2 separate regions of the Sus scrofa genome follow, and region 1 is linked to region 2. Evidence: chromatin contacts called from public HiChIP or PLAC-seq data. All regions are on one chromosome and are shown on one strand. Each heading gives the region's core, a stretch centred on a gene start, on an enhancer-like site or on the middle of the called end of the contact. The rest is flanking DNA. Distances are from core to core; before and after follow the strand shown. Region 1 overlaps ODF2L (outer dense fiber protein 2-like). Region 2 overlaps ODF2L (outer dense fiber protein 2-like).

Evidence for each region. HiChIP or PLAC-seq counts read pairs in DNA pulled down with a chosen protein or histone mark.
Region 1: an H3K27ac HiChIP or PLAC-seq map of skeletal muscle shows a contact between it and region 2. The contact joins two enhancer-like sites. A contact is called at or near these places in 1 of 5 promoter capture datasets (fetal liver), 9 of 47 Hi-C or Micro-C datasets (adipocytes, alveolar macrophages, blood and 4 more) and 2 of 2 datasets of contacts at active chromatin or transcription factors (alveolar macrophages and skeletal muscle).

The regions. Positions count from the first base shown.
Region 1 is chr4:129,609,899-129,614,355 of Sscrofa11.1, reverse strand. All of the region lies in intron 2 of ODF2L (outer dense fiber protein 2-like), which reads right to left. Among named protein-coding and RNA genes, the nearest start is that of CLCA4, 19 kb to the right of the region's middle. Within about 2 kb of position 1,570, at least 21 of the 83 cell types and tissues checked have an H3K27ac peak or open chromatin away from gene starts, as enhancers often do. A contact at or near this core is called in skeletal muscle, where this site is marked.
Region 2 is chr4:129,424,055-129,429,054 of Sscrofa11.1, reverse strand. The region is part of intron 1 of ODF2L (outer dense fiber protein 2-like); the gene reads right to left. Among named protein-coding and RNA genes, the nearest start is that of ODF2L, 31 kb to the right of the region's middle. Within about 2 kb of position 2,109, at least 22 of the 83 cell types and tissues checked have an H3K27ac peak or open chromatin away from gene starts, as enhancers often do. A contact at or near this core is called in skeletal muscle, where this site is marked.

The sequences.
Region 1 (4,457 bases), core at 321-2,820, 190 kb before region 2:
CCGCCAATAAGCGTGTCTAGGTTGATTCTTTGGCTAGAATTGCAGCCAAAACATGGCCGCAATTATACTAAAGCTATTCATAATTATTAGCCTGATGGAGAGAAGATGCAAGCAACTTTTCTTAGCAGTGATATTAGACTGCACGGCATAAGAATAATAAGACTATTTATTATTATTTATAGTAATGATAACAGCTAACATTTACTTAGCACTTACTAAGTGTCAGATACAACTCTGAGAGCCTCTGCTGTATTATCTCATTTTATTTCACAGAAACGGTGTTAGTATTAGTATTACCATTATTCACATTTTACAGATGAAGCAGAGGTCCAACAAACCGAGTGAGTGAGGTCGCACAGCTGGTTGGCTACAACGTCAGCATGCTGAACCCAGGAAGTTTTTTTGGTTGGTTTGTGTTTTGTTTTGTCCACAAAATAGGGAAAATCTAAAGTTTATTCATATTCAAATTTGCTAAATTAATACTGTATCTTTTTTTTCTTTTTCTTTTTGGCCACACCCATGGCATATGGAAATTTCTAGGCCAGGGAATGAACCTGCAACACAGCAACGACCTGAGCTGCTGCAGTGATAATGCTAGGCCCTTAACCCACTGTACCACAAGGGAACTCCAATACTGTATCTTTTTTAAAATTGAAATATAGTTAATTTTAAAATCTTATGTTAGTTTCAGGTGTACCCCAAAGTGATTTGGTTTCAGTGTATGTGTGTCTTTTTCAGTTATTTGCCATTATAGGATATTGCAAGATATTGAATAGTTTGATTGCTATACAACAGATCCTTTTTTATCTATTTTTTATATAGCAGGTGTATCTGTTAATCTCATACTCCTAATTTATTCTTCCTTCCTTCCCCTACTACCCACTTTGGCAATCGTAAGTTTGTTTCCTATGTCTGTGAGTCTGCTTATGTTTTATAGATAAGTTCATTTATATCATTTCTTAGATTCCACATACAAGTGGTATCATATAATATTTGTCTCTGTTTGACTTACTTCACTTAATATGACACTCTCTAGGTCCACCCACGTTGCTGCAAATGGCATTACTTCATGTATACACACACACATCTTCTTTTTCTGTTCATCTGTCGATGCACATTCAGGTTGTCTGCATGTCTTGGCTCTTGGCAACAGTGCTTCTATGAAAAAGCTCCGTCTTTAACCTCATTGTTTACCGTGTAGTCAAGGTTCCACATGCAGGAAACATTTTGTTTCATTCACTGTCCTACGCGCCTCCCTCACCTGCACTTTCAGTAAAAGGCCAGGAACCAGGAGATAAGGAAAAAAACCGGCTGACTCACAGAACTGGTGCAGGAACTGTTCTCAGCACAGCTATTAACTTTGGAATGGAGTGTCAACCAAATTTGCCCTCAGAGTACAGTGTTTATTGCCTAGCTTGCTTGCTTGTTTTGTCTTCCTGTTCTAACGCCACTAGAATGCAGATCAAATTTGCTAATATAGCGTGACCCAGCTGCCTAGGGAGTTCTGTCATTGGGTTTTACTACTGGGTACTCTGTGCACACATGCGTCAAATATGCATCCTGGCAGTGAATCAGTGGTCCTGAAGCGTAAACAAGGACAAAGTTCACCAAGAGTAACAGTGGGAAGGTCCCAGGCACCACGGTCGATTTGAGTCGCTCGCTCTGTTTCCTCGTCGGAGAAGAGCAGAGAAGTGCTGTGAGCGACCCGCTGAGGGGCAACGACAACAACAAAGTCTTTTTTACTAAATGAAAATAACTAAAATAATGCTATTTTGGAGTTCCCATTGTGGCTCAGTGGGTTACGAACCTGACTAGTATCCATGAGGATGCGGGTTCGATCCCTGACCCCGTCAGTGAGTTAAGGATCCTGTGGCTGTGGCGCAGGTCGCAGACACCGCTTGGGTCCCGCGCTGCTGTGGCCCTGGTGTAGGCTGGCAGCTGCAGCTCCGGTTCAGCCTCTAGCCTGGAAACTTCTATATGCCACAGGTGTGGCCCTCAAAAGAATTTTTTTTTTTTTTACTTTTGAAACTAACAAAGATATATTTAAACGTCGATATTTGTAATGAGGCGTAGACTCTCACATTCCATCTATGGACTGAGGGCACTGAGTTTCTAGAAAGCAAGGGGCAATGTCAAGGGCCATAAAAATCTTCACCCTTTGACACATCAGTGTATGTCCCGAAGTCCATCATAAGGAAAGAAGTCAAGTCGCAGCAGCATCTGAAAGGTACTCCAGTTGGAAACAATCTAAACGTTGAACAATGACCGTAAGTTACATTGTATTCATGTGATGAAATTCTGCTCCATCCTTCTGGCTTATGAAGTATTTACTGATGGAAGAAAAGGCTTTAAGAACATTGGGCCGGTTCCTTATCTCTCTGTGCTACAGCTTCTCTGTGGCGCAGGATGAAGGCATCGTAGGAACAGAGTGAAGATGAACTGAACGAAGAGGCGTCAGAACCGGCTGGCACAGCGGGGCCTCTGCGTCAGCATCGGTTATCTCATCGCCTCCTTCATCATCTGCCTTCTCCTTCCAACCTGGTCTCTTGGTAGAATGTTTAAACGGCGTCCAGTTTTCAAATGTTGACAAAGTGGACAGATTGAATATACAGTGTGTATATGCATGTGGATTTACATTACACACAGTAATAGGAAATTAAAGTTTCTTTCTTTAACCCTTTAATGTTTTCCAGTTTTTTAACAATAAATATGTATCATCAGAACACAGATTTTTACATATTGGAAACAAATCCACATAATGCAAATGCCAGAACATATTGAGAAACAAAAAAAAGAAGGATGATGCGAGAAACACAAAATGGCATCAAAGAGTGGGCCCAGAGAAGGCAGAAAAGCAGCCAGAAATGAGGGTATGAGTCTACACGGTTCTGCAGCATAAGGACAGCACCTCGGCACAGCCTCAGGCTGCAGGCATGTCAGACACCACACACTCGACAGAGATCAGCAAATTTCAAAAAAAAAAAAAAACAAAAAACAGCTGCATTGGTCTCCAGAGACGATCCCAAAATTGATTTACAGAATGATGGCCCGAGTGTGCAGCTGCACACGTCACGTTGTCGCCTTAAGGAGAAGATGCCGCAGAGACGCCAGCCCGGGAGACCCTCAGCAAGGACAGTGAATGAGGTTCTTCGCCCCCTTCCAATACTGATCACCATGTTAATTTATTTGGGATGGATTACCAAAATAATTCTAATTTAGCCTAAATCGACACTTCTCTTCCGTGAAAATATTCGTGTGCCTCAATAAAAATTTGCCCCATTGGATAAAGATTTGGGGTCTTGGATCCTGGAGCCACTGGGGGCACTGGTAAAGACGGTTGCCACCCGCCCTCACTCATACCCCAGAACATCACCCATCTTCTCGGCATTCTAGTCAACATACTCTCTTTTAGAAAGACAGCATGCAAAGAGTTAAATTCATTTTCCAACTAAATGAATTAGGCTTCAGTCACCTGGAAAGTTCCGTGGCATTATTTATTCCTGATTGAGGCTGGACAATCAAGCATGTCATACACCCATACAGATAATACCAAGGGATTTCAGATTGGCTGAGACTGGTTCTCCCGGAGCTGCCTGTATAGCAGCTTAATGCATCTGCCATCCAGGGCTCTCTCACCTTGGGACCATCTCAGACTTTAGGAAATCCTCCAGAGAGTTTCAGAATCTGATCCAGGTAGACAAAGTTGCCAGCAAGACTGATTCTGTATAGGTTCTTGGATAATTCGCAGTAAGGCTGATTCCGGGTTCTCCCAGAGACTCACTTTCTGCAGGAACAACAATTCAGCGGCTCCAGTAAATCTCTGGACCGGATGGAGAGGTCCTTTTGCTACTCCAGTTTTCTTACGCTTCAAATGGATGGCACTACTGCGAAAATAATACAATCACATGCTCAGAAAATGAGGGAGAACTACTTTGACGTAAACCCAACAGCCATATTTCTTAAAATTACTGTACCACGAGGATAATTTGGGTCAATGAGATGGCAGATCGTGTGATAATAATAAAGCTTGGAAAGTGTATTGATTCCACCACAGGACCGCTCGAGAAGTTGGTCAATATCCAATTGTTTAACCACAATCAACTGAGGAAAACAATCCGAGGAAACAGGTCACTGGTAGAGCCCCCAGTTGAGTCTTCAGCTTGTGAGAAAAGAGTGGGTGAATTTGTTACAAAAATGATGGGACAGTCAGAAAGATGAAATGTCTACGTCTTTTCACTATCCCAGAGAAAGATAGTAAATAATTCTTGGTAAAATTTCCTCTAAAAGAAATGGATTAACAATGGGATTTTGCTGTGTAGCACTGGGAACTATGACGGAGCATGAAATGTGAGAAAAAAGAATGTGTACATGTATGTGTGACTGGGTCACCTTGCTGTACAGGGGAAAATTGACAGAACACTGTAAACCAGCTGTAATGGAAAAAAATAAAAATCGTC
Region 2 (5,000 bases), core at 860-3,359:
AGATTTCCTTTTTTTTTTTTTTTTTTTTTCTGGCCACCCAGCAGCATACGGAGTTCCCCAGCCAGGGATCAGATCCAAGCTGCAGCTGCGACCTAAGCTGCAGCTGCAGCAACACAGGATCCTTCACCCACTGTGCTGGGCCAGGGATCAAAACTGTGTCCCAGCGGTCCCAAGACACAGCTGATCCCACTGTGCCACAGAGGGAACTCAGACTCTCATCAGATTCTGCTGTGCCAGACTGCTTCTCCCAGTACAAACCACCTTAGAGACTGCTCTGAGAAGACTGGGTGAGCAGCTTCCTGCCGCATTCTTCCTCCACCAGGAAAGGTCTTCCAGGTCTTTCCATGCTTGCACAGTTTCTTCCACTCATTGACCTTCCGCTGAAGTTTCAAACACTAAACTTACACTCAACGGTCAGTTGAACGCAGAAGACACTGCCTTTTTTTGTCTTTTTAGGGCCGTACCAGCAGCATATGGATGGAGGGTCCCAGGCTAGGGGTCGAATTGGAACTGTAGCCACCAACCTACACCACAGCCATAGCCACGCAGGATCCGAGCTGTGTCTGTGACCTAAAGCATAGCTCGCAGCAATGCCGGATCCTTAACCCACTGAGTGAGGCCAGGGATGGAACCCGCATCCTCATGGGTGCTGGTTGGGTTTGCTAACCACTGAGCCACGACGGGAACCCCCAGAAGACACTTCCTGCAAATAAACGGATAATTTTACAGAATGTGATGAGATACATTATTGGAAGGGCACTTCTAGTCGGGGATTAAGATCACAAGGTAGGTCTTGAAAGGTTTTCAGGGAAGACTATTGCTGATCTAAGTCTTGAAGAATGAGAGAAATTAGCCAAGTTGAGAGAAGATGGCCCAGAGAAAGAATTTGGCTGTGGAGTTTGAATTAAACTTCAAAGCCAAAATATCTCATTCAAAGTTCCTTACAATAAATTGTCCCTATTTCAGAAAGTTCAAATTAACTTTAGCTTTGCTTTAAATTAACTGGATGCAGTTAGTATTTATTGAATGCCTATCATATTCCAGTATTGTGCTAGACTAGTAGATTCTTATGGGGTAAAGCCAATTTTGCTATTTTCCCTTTAAGGTGGTAAAATAAAAGCAAGATGCATATCAATAAACAATTATCTCAGAGGCTGTCAGTGCTAAAAAGCCACATATTCAATACTCTTTCTCCTGGATTATAAAGGCCCTCACTATAGGCTCTCAAATGAAAAGAGATTTTTCAGTCTTTCATTTCCTATGTAGTATTTCTAAAAGCTATATTTCTGTCATTATTACATAAGGAAAAAAATCATTTTAAAAACAAAGGAGACAGAACACCCACAAAGAGCTCTCTGTACTTCAGTGTTAAAATTCTTATTACGACTGTTTCTGGAATACATTATATCCTTAAAGATATGGTGAAATTAAAAAATACTTCCACTGAAAAAGCCATAAATAAAATTACCTGGCCAAATATTTAGCTCTAAATTGAGCTCGGTGAAGACCAAGCCTTCAGTTCAAGATTGGGTTCATACTAACTGTCCCTTATGCTGACTACAGGAACTAAAAGAAGGAAGAAAGTCGTTCATACGTGCACTTGGAACAGAAAGAACTTTAGTGCCTAACTGCAAATGCCTAAAATAAGTGGGATCTTATGTCTCCCTTTCCTTGTGACAAGTAGGAAGAGACTGTAGTTGCCATCAAAATTTACCCTTAGGCAATGTAAAAGAAGGTAGTAGCAGTATCTCAAAAAATAGATGAATATCTATATAATTTTGAATGAAGAACTTAAATTTTCTGAGACTCAATTTCCATACCTGTCAAATACGCACATTAGACTAGATGTCCTAGAATTACTAAAACAAGTAGATATAATTCTAATTTTATGATCATCATTTTGGACCTCAACTAAATAACTGTACTGATGGTCGATTTTATATTTTTATTGGCGTATAACTGACCTATACCCCTGTTAGTCTCAGGTGTACAACACAGTGACTTGCTATTTGTATACATCACAAAACCATCACCATGGTAAGTCCAGTTACCACCCGTCACCACACAAAGTTACTGCAGTCTTAGCGACTACAGTTCCCAAGCTGCACATACCGTCCCCATGACTCACGTATTCTGTAACTGGAAGCTGGCATCTCTTAATCTCCTGAACCTATGACACTCAAACCCCGCCTCCCTTCTCCTTTGGCAAATACTTGCTTGCTCTGTGTATCTGGGTCTTTTTTGTTATGTTCATTCATTTGCTTTGTTTTTTAGTTTCCAAATATAAGTGAAATCACAGTGTATTTGTCTTTTTCTATCTGACTTGTGTCATTTAGCAGAGTATCCTCTAGGTCAATCCATGTTGTCACAAAAGGCAAGATTTCATACTTTCTTTCAGCTAAGTAACATTTAACTGTGTGTGGGTGTATATATGTGTGTGGGTGTATACACTTACACCAAATCTTTACTGTTCATCCATCAGTGGACATTTAGGCTACTTCCATACCTTAGCTATCATAAATAATGCTGCAATGAACAAAGAAGTACATACATCTGTTTGAATTAGCATTTTTGTTTTCTTCAGAAAAATACCCAGAAGTGGAATTGCTGGATCGTATGGTAGCTCTATTCTCACTGTTTTGCAGAAGCCTCCACACTGTTTTCCACAGTGGCTGCACCAACTGACATTCCCACCAACAGTGCACGAGGTCCCCCTTCACATTCTCACCAACACTTGTTATTTGTTGTCCTTTTATAATATCTATTCTGACCGGTGTGCAGTGGTTTCGATTTGCATTTCCCTGATGATTAGTGACACTGAGATCTTTTCATGTGTCTGCTGAGGCCTAGAGTAATTTGGGAGGTCAGATATAAGCTCAACACAGTATCAGATACTCTAGTTGATACTAAAGGGGTATAAAACATACCTCTGCCCTCAAGAATAATACGCTCAGATCAAAAAGATAAACTGGGAGTTCCCGTCGTGGCGCAGTGGTTAACGAATCCGACTAGGAACCATGAGGTTGCGGGTTCGATCCCTGCCCTTGCTCAGTGGGTTAAGGATCTGGCGTTGCCGTGAGCTGTGGTGTAGGTCGCAGACACGGCTCGGATCCCGCGTTGCTGTGGCTCTGGCGTAGGCCGGTGGCTACAGCTCCGATTCGACCCCTAGCCTGGGAACCTCCATATGCCTCGGGAGCGGCCCAAGAAATAGCAACAACAGCAACAACAACAACAACAGACAAAAAGACAAAAGACAAAAGACAAAAAAAAAAAAAAAAAAAAGATAAACTGAACCGCCATAAACTGGAGCGCCCTCTTCCATGCACTGGAGTTCTGGAAGAGAGTCACTATGGATGAAACACATGCAAGAGACTTCATAAAGAAGTCAGGCCTCCTACTGGGCCTTGAAGAATACGTATGATCTGCACAGAAAGGGAGAGGGACGCGTATTCCAGGGAGTCATGACAGGGAGAGAAGGAACCACGTGTGATAAAAGTCAAGACAGCAAAATCTCACAATGAAATATATGAACTAAAGCAAGGGATGATGGATGGATGGGTAGATGATAGATAGGTAGGTAGATCCACTTAAATGGGACACAGAGTGGACGGGAAAAGTAGTGGGTGGATCGACGGATAAGGCCCATCTATTAACAAACCGAAAGCTTAAGGCACAGGGCCCGAATTGAAAAAAATAAAGTCTTCACTTCAGAAAAAGACATTTGATGTTTTATTGTTCACAGCATATTGGAAAGTAAGACTTCATTTCTATGTCAGTGGCTCTAGAAGGTTTTTGTTTGTTTGTTTTTTGTCTTTTTGTCTTTTTGCCATTTCTTGGGCTGCTCCCGCGGCATATGGAGGTTCCCAGGCTAGGGGTCGAATCGGAGCTGTAGCCACCGCCCTACACCACAGCCACAGCAACGCAGGATCCGAGCCGCGTCTGCGGCCTACACTGCAGCTCATGGCAACACCGGATCCTTAACCCACTGAGCAAGGGCAGGGATCGAACCCGCAACCCCATGGTTCCTAGTTGGATTCGTTAACCACTGAGCCATGATGGGAACTCCAGACACAAGATAAATTTATAAAAAGTCAATAGCACCAGTCTGACATGTAAAGAGCTAGAGGTCATCACTACCATCCTGATAAGATAAAGGCTGAATAATTAAAAATCAGCAATTCTTAGATCCATCAAAAAATTAAGGACACATCACTATCTGCTACCCTACAAACTGGACAGAGAATCACAGCTTACCAGCAGCCGAAGCACAGGAGTGGATGCTTGCCACTGAATCCTATACCAGAGGGAACGCAGACTAAATGGTGATGACCTGCCAGAGACCCAGTGCAGCTAAGCCTCCACACGTTCTTAAGCTCCCTGCAGGGGTCCCACTAGGTTCTCAGAGTGAGTATTGGAGAAAAATTCCTTCGGACTTTTAGCAGGGGGAGAGAGAAAAGAAATCATTCTGAAACAGCCTGGAGCTTTCTGTTCTCCCTAACAAAAGAGCACCCTCTAGGGAAACAGTGTTTACCAGACTATCCAGTTGGGTTTACAAGAGCCTACCCAGCTTTGAGAAAGAGAAATTCACAACTCCAGCCTCCCCTGGACTTCCATATGGAAGAAGAGAAATACCCAACTCCAGGGCCATTGAGTTGTTCCTGTCTTATCAAAGGGGAAAAAACATCTGTAAAACATTTATGAAGGTCACACCTCAGGGAACAAGCACACTAAAAGAATGAGACCTAATTACAGGACTACGAGATGCTCCCCCTTCCCTACGCCTTACCACCACATTAATAACACTGCTGTATGATAGCAGAGGACTGAAGATAAGAGAACTGGGTGCCTCACACCCAATTTAAGAAGGAGTATCTAGGGAAGCAAACGACAAATAAGAAGACACTAGAGGAAATTTTTGTCTCTGACACCTAAAGCTACAGCAATAAGCATACACTACCCACTAGCCCAGGTAGCATAACACCTCAGATGAAAGGCCTATT